Linked DNA regions of Mus musculus: region 2 is linked to region 1. Evidence: chromatin contacts called from public HiChIP or PLAC-seq data. All regions are on one chromosome and are shown on one strand. Each heading gives the region's core, a stretch centred on a gene start, on an enhancer-like site or on the middle of the called end of the contact. The rest is flanking DNA. Distances are from core to core; before and after follow the strand shown. Region 1 has its middle 81 kb from the start of Gm22269. Region 2 overlaps Wwtr1 (WW domain containing transcription regulator 1).

What was found. HiChIP or PLAC-seq counts read pairs in DNA pulled down with a chosen protein or histone mark.
Region 2: a FOXA1 HiChIP or PLAC-seq map of pancreatic cancer cells shows a contact between it and region 1. The contact joins two enhancer-like sites.

What each region holds. Positions count from the first base shown.
Region 1 is chr3:56,971,039-56,974,989 of GRCm38.p6, reverse strand. No RefSeq gene overlaps it. Among named protein-coding and RNA genes, the nearest start is that of Gm22269, 81 kb to the left of the region's middle. Within about 2 kb of position 1,694, at least 11 of the 459 cell types and tissues checked have an H3K27ac peak or open chromatin away from gene starts, as enhancers often do. A contact at or near this core is called in pancreatic cancer cells, where this site is marked.
Region 2 is chr3:57,554,148-57,558,098 of GRCm38.p6, reverse strand. The region is part of intron 2 of Wwtr1 (WW domain containing transcription regulator 1); the gene reads left to right. Among named protein-coding and RNA genes, the nearest start is that of Wwtr1, 20 kb to the left of the region's middle. Within about 2 kb of position 2,253, at least 82 of the 459 cell types and tissues checked have an H3K27ac peak or open chromatin away from gene starts, as enhancers often do. A contact at or near this core is called in pancreatic cancer cells, where this site is marked.

The DNA.
Region 1 (3,951 bases), core at 445-2,944:
GATGGGGATTGCATTGAATCTGTAGATTGCTTTGGGAGGCAGCCTCAGCCTCAGCAGCAGTGGTCGACATATTGGTTCCGGGACTCAGCAGAACTTAGGAGATCCTTGTATAGTCTTGAGTGTAATCTCTTTAGATTGGAATTTTTCTTTCTAGAGCCTTCTGTAGGACTGAGGTTGTAGATTGATGGTGCTTTAGTTTTAGCATGTAATACTTTATTTCTCCATATACTCTGATTGTTTACTGGGTCTAGGAGTCAGGACTGGCATATGTGGTTCCTTGGAATCTATAGAATAGTTGTCTAGACCATTCTTCATTTAAAAGTTTCCATTGAGAAGACCGGTATCATTCTAATAGGTCTGCCTTATATGTTACTTGGTCTTATCACCTTGTAGCTTTTAATATTATATTTTTGTTCTGTACATTTGCTGCTTCATTATTATATGCCAGGGAGACTTTATTTTCTGGTCCTGTCTATTTGGTGTTCTGTAAGCTTCTTGAAACTTGATAGGCTTCTCCTTTAGGTTAGAAAAACTTTTATCTATGATTTTGCTGAAAATATTTTCTGTGTCTTTGACCTGGATTTTTTTCTCCTTCCCATAGTCCTATTATCCTTAGATTTGGTCTTTTCATGGTGTCCCAGATTTCCTGAATTTTTTGTGCCCAAGGTTCCTTAGATTTAATATTTTTCTTTGACTGAGGTCCCCATTTTTTATGTCATGTCTTTAATGCCTGAGAGTCTCTCTTCCATCTCTTGTATTCTGTTGCTGAGCTTGCTTCAGAGGTTTTTGTTCAAGTTCCTAAATGTTTATTTTCTAGATTCTCTCAGTTTGAGTTTTCTTTATTGTTTCTATTTCCACTTTCAATTCTTGAACTGTTTATTCATTTCCTTCTATTCTTTGTGTTTTAATAGCTTTTTTTTTACAGAATTAATTAATTTCTTCTTCAAAACCCTCTACATATTAATAAATATCTTTGTCTTGTGCTTCAGCTATGTTGTAATACTCAGGGCCTACTGGGGTAAAGTTGATGTTCTCTAGAAAAGACATATTGTCTTGACCATTATTGATTCTGTATTTATACTGGCCTCCAGGGATCTGGGTTTGAGAATATTATAATTCTAGGTGCTGGTTGCCTTTGTTGGGTGGAAGTTTTGTACCTTGGTTTGTGTTACCTTCTCTTGTTCTTAGAAAAGTATGGTGACTCTGTATTGTCTCAAAGTAAATTGTTATGTGATCATTATAGGTATGGCCACTGGAGGTTTCATTTAAAGTTTGTTTCTAAATATTGGAAACTGACAGTTAGGAATTGGGATGGGATTTGGTGAGAAGTGGGAAGGGCATGGCTGAATATATCCACCAGTGGGAAGAAGGCAAAATGTTACACCAGGATCTATTTAGATACCTGAGGATGGGAGAAGAAAATAAAGAAAGGCCATACAAGGTGTTCTGTTACAGAGCTGAGCTGAGACTGCAGGTGCAGTTCCACTTGTGTTATAAACAGACACTGTGGTTATGATTGAGACTTATGCATTATTGGTGGCTATTTCATTTTTGAGAAGTACATTTTGCCAATTTATATGTAGTAGGCTTAAAAAAATCACTAGCTGCTTACTTTGTTTAAAGACACCAAATTATACATCCAAAATAAGTGCCTGTCCTGGGAGAGACCATCTTGGCCATGCCATCCTGCACCTAGAGAATTCTGAACTGCTGCTCTTCACCCTCCTTTGACCCAAGTTTTAAACATAATGTATCTTGGTGATGCCAAGTCTTTTAGGGGCTGCAGAGATTGATTGAAAGTTAACAAAATACACAACACTCTGCCCACCCTGCATTAGAAAAAGCTCCCAATAAGAACATCTTCTTGAATGAGACCCTTCTAAGCAACATTGCAAACACTGGGCAGGAAGTTTCTGAGCAGTAAAGATACCAACTATATGAGTCATACAAAACAAACACACACTTAGAAGAGAAACTCAGTATTCCACAGCTGTGCAATATAAAGTGGACAGTGACTTGAATTGTCTAGCTGTATGAAGTTGGTACCTCAAGTTTTTAATTTAATTTAAAAGGTTGTGTATGGTTTCCTGAATGTGTGTATGTGTCTTCCAAAGAGACCAAAAGAATGTGAGTCTTCATGTGGGTGCTGGGTATTGAACCCAAGTTCTCTGCAAGAGCAGCCTGTTCCTTTAACCTCTGAGTCACATCTGCAGTCCAAAGGCTTTATTTAATAATAGTATTAAATATATTACTGCCATATCATCTAACTATTATGATTGTCATTATGAAAAGTGAGTCTCATGGAGGCTCAGCTTTGAATTCACAAACTAAAGATGATTACAATGTCACATGTCCAAGGACGCCTTATTTTCCACCTCTTATTCCTAAGCAGACCATCTGGTATTAAGTGGTCAAATGTCATCAAGTCCTCTAAGGTTTTCTAAATAAACAAATACAGATATTTATAAAAGGTTTGCAGTAAAACTTTCAAATAAATACAGATATACATATAAAATTTATATCACATATATTTATCATATACAAATATATATGGTAACAAGAATTATGCATTTATCCAGTAGTGTGTGTGTGTGTGTGTGTGTGTGTGTGTGTGTGTGTGTGTGTGTGTGTGTGCATGTGTGTGTGTGGTTTATGTATACCATATGACAAGGTCATTGGATTTTCAAGTATGGTTTTGAGTGGGATGGTACATTCTCTGTGAGCTTTGTCATCTCTAAAATGGAATTAATGATATCAATCCCATTATGTCATGAGAACTGGCCAAACTTATCTTTGTAAAGTTCTTGACTGCTTGACACATCATCAGTATTCAAGCCATGGCTCTCTTCAAGCCAGTAGCTCTCTTCCTTTACTTTAGGTAATTGGGGAATAGAGAGAAATGGGATATCATATGTGACCACAAGCCACAGGCTCTAAAGATTTACACAAATTTAACCTGTTTTTATAGGTGATATTGTGAGCAGAGTAGGAAAAAACCAAGAAATTTAATCATTTTGAGAACAATGAAGTACGACTTTCAGTTGTTCAACGCTTTAAATGTGTAATCTGAAACAAAGGATCCTAATTTAAGCCAATTCAGCTTCTTTATATGGATATATCTTTATATGTCTCTGTTGTGGATAAGCCTGGTGCTGTTCTTGTGAACCAATCCCCTAATGAATAAAGGAGCCAATCACTGGGCTAGTAGGAGGGACTTTCAGATTGGACAGAGGAAGAGAGGAAGCAGGAGAGAGTTAGGTTCTTTTTGGATGGAGATAGCATGAGGGCAAGATGTAGCTATGAGTGTCTCCTGTTTTTAGTGGCAGATCTATCAGGATTAGCCACCAGAGGATTTAGATTTAATAAGGATTACAAGATTAGAATTTTAGTTGTTGCACCGAGCGATTGAATTACCATCACTTCTGAACTAAGTTTGTGTTGTGTTTTCTTTCATGCAGCAGCTCATCTGGGTTCAAAAGAGAAAGATACAGGGCAATTCGTGGGTTGGGGTGGGGGAGATTTGAAGCGTGGGTTTGGCGTAGTAACGACCCACCAGTGGGGACCTAGAGAGCTAGGTGGAGACCTTTCAGGAGCTCCAGGTCAGAGAGTTTCCACAAGATAAAGACAGGTCAGCCATTGCCCGGCCAGTGCATGGCTAGCCAGCCGCCCCTGGGGCTGAGAGTTGCAGATACAACCACGGCAATGTGCCTCTCGTTTTTAATATTTCCCACAACATGTTTCGACTCAGCTATCCATTGGTTTCTAGAGTGGAGGCAATAAAGGACAGGAAGTAGTGGACATGGAGACATCCTCTTCCACATGGAGCAAGGCCTAGGATTTGACCTGACCTTCACATGCTCTGGTAGCCTTCCTGTGTAGTTTTCTCCTTAATTTACCACTGATAATGGTCAGTTCCCTTGGCTGTCAGTCCAATTCTACCTGCTTTCCTGT
Region 2 (3,951 bases), core at 1,004-3,503, 580 kb before region 1:
CTTCTCTGTCCTCCCTCCTACCCCATCTGCTTATCCTTCTTAGCTTTAAACAATCACTAGTGTGTATTATGTTTCTCTCCATTTGCTTATTCTGGCCACCTTGTGTAAAGGGAGGCATGTCATCGTGGACTTTGACGACAGGTTGTTTTTTGCTTGGTATACTGTTTTCAGTGTAGCACGCAGCAACGGCACCTCATTCGCTGTGTGGCTAACTGATGTTCTAAGATGACTATTGTTAATGCGTTCGTCTGCTGGTCTGTTGGCGAGTACTCAGGTTGCTTCCTTTGGTAGTTTCTTCTGTTTTTTTGAGAGAAAAGTGGCCTCTTCCTTCTCTTCAGTGGTTTCTATGGCTGCCAGTTACAGTTTCCATTCGCTGCTTCAAATGCAGGAATCTGGACCTAATGGTGGTGTGGGCATAGTGTGGATAGACAGGTCGGATACTTGGCCAGCGTCATCAGCAGAGACCAGTCAGGCAGTGCTCATGAGTTTTGTAGTTAAACATTCTGGTTTGAATCATGGCTGTGCCACTGAATGAGATTAGGTAACCAGCAAGCTCTCATTTCCTTGTTTGTGGAGTCTCTTCTGACTGTTTCCTTAGACTCAGAACTATGCTAGAAAGGGGTTGGAGCTCAGCAGTGCAGAGGGACCTTATTATCACTGTAAAAGCAAGTAAGTACGCAAGTAAATATGTAAAAGTTATAAAATAAGTGCTCAAGTTGTCCGTTTTTAGAATAGTACCTTCAAGCCTTCCCTCTCATCAACTGCAGTGGGCAAGTATGTGTGTGCGTGTGCTATGTGAGTTTATATAGATTGCATGAGTGAAGAAGGTGTCTGTGAAGTCCACAGGAGGATGCCATATCTGCGGAAACTGTAGTTATAGGGAATTGTGAGCAACCATGTAGGTGTTGGGAACCTAACCAGGGTCCTCTGCAAGAACAGCAGCTAATGCTCTTAACCATACAGTCACCTGCCCAACCCCCTCGTAGCCCCAATTCACCTTCCTCTAGTTTTATGCTCTGGCCCCTGCTTCATCAGGTCCTTTGAGAATGGCTCTCATGCCTGAGGTACCTGCCATTGTTTGGAAAAGATAGAGAGGGTGCATGTCTTATTCAGAACAAGATGGGCTACTTCTTTCAAGGGATTTACTTAAAGGTTGTCTCCCTGAGCTAAATTTCTAAAATCTACTTGTATATTTCTTGAGATTATGCTACAATTGTATCATTTCCTTCTCCCTTCATCCCTTCAAATCCTCCTCCCGCACACGCGCCCCCATTAAATTCGTGGCCTGGAACTTTCTATGTAAATAGGGCTGGCCTCCAAGTCACAAATCTGTCTGCCTGCACGTGCCTCCTGAGGGCTGGGCTTGACGGCATGGAGCACCACCCTGGCTGTATATTTGGGGTTTGTACACGAAGCCTGAAATATTAGCGCCCCCCCCCCATTAGTTGGATGAGAAATGAAATGTTAGTTTGGCCCTAACTCTATTTGTAGGTTGTTGCTCATAACAATTCCTCTGGCTGAAGAAGTTAGTCGTTATTGTGGAAATTATAAAGAACCCTTGAGGATGTAGCTTCAGATTTTAGGTAAAATTTCCTGCACATGCAGATCAACCATTGTAAAAAAAGTATTTTAAAGTAAGGTTTTCGCCAGGCAGTGGTGGCGCACGCCTTTAATCCCAGCACTCAGGAGGCAGAGGCAGGCGGATTTCTGAGTTCGAGGCCAGCCTGGTCTACAGAGTGAGTTCCAGGACATCCAGGGCTATACAGAGAAACCCTGTCTCGGAAAACAAACAAAATAAAATTAACGTTTTTGGATACATATAATTTTATATTTACAGTCACTGGTCTTTAGAGAGAAGCGAAAATATTTTTTTTTCTAAAAATAAAGAAATAAATCCAAACAGTTTCTACCTCCACACTCTTTGTGGGAGGTGAATGAAAAGCTCAGTTGGGTCTGTAAGTCTAGAGTCCCTTGCGCCAGGCTAGTGGGCCAGGCCCGGCTTCAGCTCCTTTGCAGTCCGTTGATCTATGCTCATGCATGCGCTGTGAGATGGTCACTTTCCGACTAACCATATTTTGTGTAGGAGATGCTGATAGAAGACTATCATTAACTCTGTCCTTCCTACCACTAGATTGTGACCCTTTGTAGTTAAACAGAATTTAGACACGAAGTGAGAATGGACATCTCTTACAGGGAGGCTTCTGGGCCTCTTGGTCTCTATCTCGGCCCTGCAAAAGGAAGGCTTAGTCATGGAGTCATTAACCATTCTTGTTACCTCAGGCTTAGGCACCATGAGTCAGCTTCCCCTCGCTTGCTCTGCTTCAGAGGTTTCCTGATTTACATGTAAACTCCTGTTCACCTGCCCAGCAGGGCTCAGGCATGTGAGCAGGGCTCAGGCATGTGACCAGGGCATCACCTGGAGTGGCAGTCCTGGGCCCTGGTTTACATAGAGCCTAGCAGGACTGCAGAGAGAGCAAGGGGGAAATTCTTACCATCCTGTTATTTCTGTCCTCAGATGAATGCATAATACAAAAGGGAGTGGAAAATTTTAGAATTTTTTATCTGATGCTATTACCTAAGTAGTTTTATTTTCTTATATTACTGATGCTCATTTTCAGAGCTAGAGGAAGAAACAAAACTTCAGGCCAATTTTATATGTTATTTTGAGGAGACTACTCCTTTTATAAGTAGCCTTTCCTCAAATATCATCCTTTAAGTTATTGTAAAAATAGCAAAATAATGAAATGGGATTTAAAATAAAAAATAAAAAAAAAACCGTGTGTGTGTGTGTGTGTGTGTGTGTGTGTGTGTGCGTGTGTGAACCCTGCCACAGGCTAGGTGAGTACTTTGCCTGTGAAGCTGGAAATTTCTTTGGGGGTTAAGGTGGGCAGGTTCTGCAGCCCAGCAAACAGTGATCTTCAGCATCTTTTCTTGCAAGGCTTTAGTAGCCTCAGGGAGTAGGCAGGAGACATGGGTGCATGGGCTTGTGTTTGTGACCCGGAGGAGCCCCGCCCCCCCTAAGATCAAAGGCACTTATTTTAGTTTGGGAAAGATATGAAACCTTTTTTTTTTTTTTTTTTTTTTTTTGAAAAATAAACACTAACATTCATTAAATAAGGCTAAGTACGGTGGTACATACCTGTGATCCTAGCCCTCAGAAGTCTGAGGCAGGAGAATTCATAGTTTGAGGCAGGTTTGGGCTGCCTAGTGAGAAAGACTCTTATCTCAAAACAGAACAAAACAAAAAGAAAAGAGAAACTGGGAGGCCGAGGCCTTTGCTGCCTTCAGACTTGATAATGGTGTAGGAGTTGGGAAACACCTTTTCTTTTCCTTGAGCTGTTCTTTGAACTATTTGGCAGAGATAACTGCAAGACTGTGTCATCTCATTGGAATTTTTCTTGGTACTGTTTGAAATAGATACACTCCTTCTAAATAACCATTTTTCCCCCCAGCCTCTGAAAATTCACATTGTCTCTGCTCTTGTGAGGGTTATACACATTCTGCCAGCTGGGGAAGACACTGGCAAGAATGGGCTTGTCGCCTGAGGTACTGAAGCGTACCAGTGGCCAACGTTGACTCCAGTGGCAGTGTCTTAGAATTTGCTCATTTGGTTTTCTTTGCTGCGGAGGGTGCAGCTCATAAAAAGCTTCTCCAAACTGTCTTAACCGTAGGCCTTTACCACAAACATGGCTCAGGGGATATGAAAAAGCAAGGAGAACCTGACCTGGGCGTGAAACCTTTGTAAATCTCATAGATGACAAGCTCACGTGGCCTCAAGGGCTATGCAACATGGATGTCTCCAGTTGGCTTGACATCACATTTGACACTTGTGGTCTGAGAGTGCCCTCTCTAGCCACAGTGCTTCTCCTTAGGCTGTTACGGTGAATTCCCTTTTCCCGGCTTAGCTGTAAGGCACCTGTCATGTGTTTCTCTCTCAAGCCTCTTCACCTT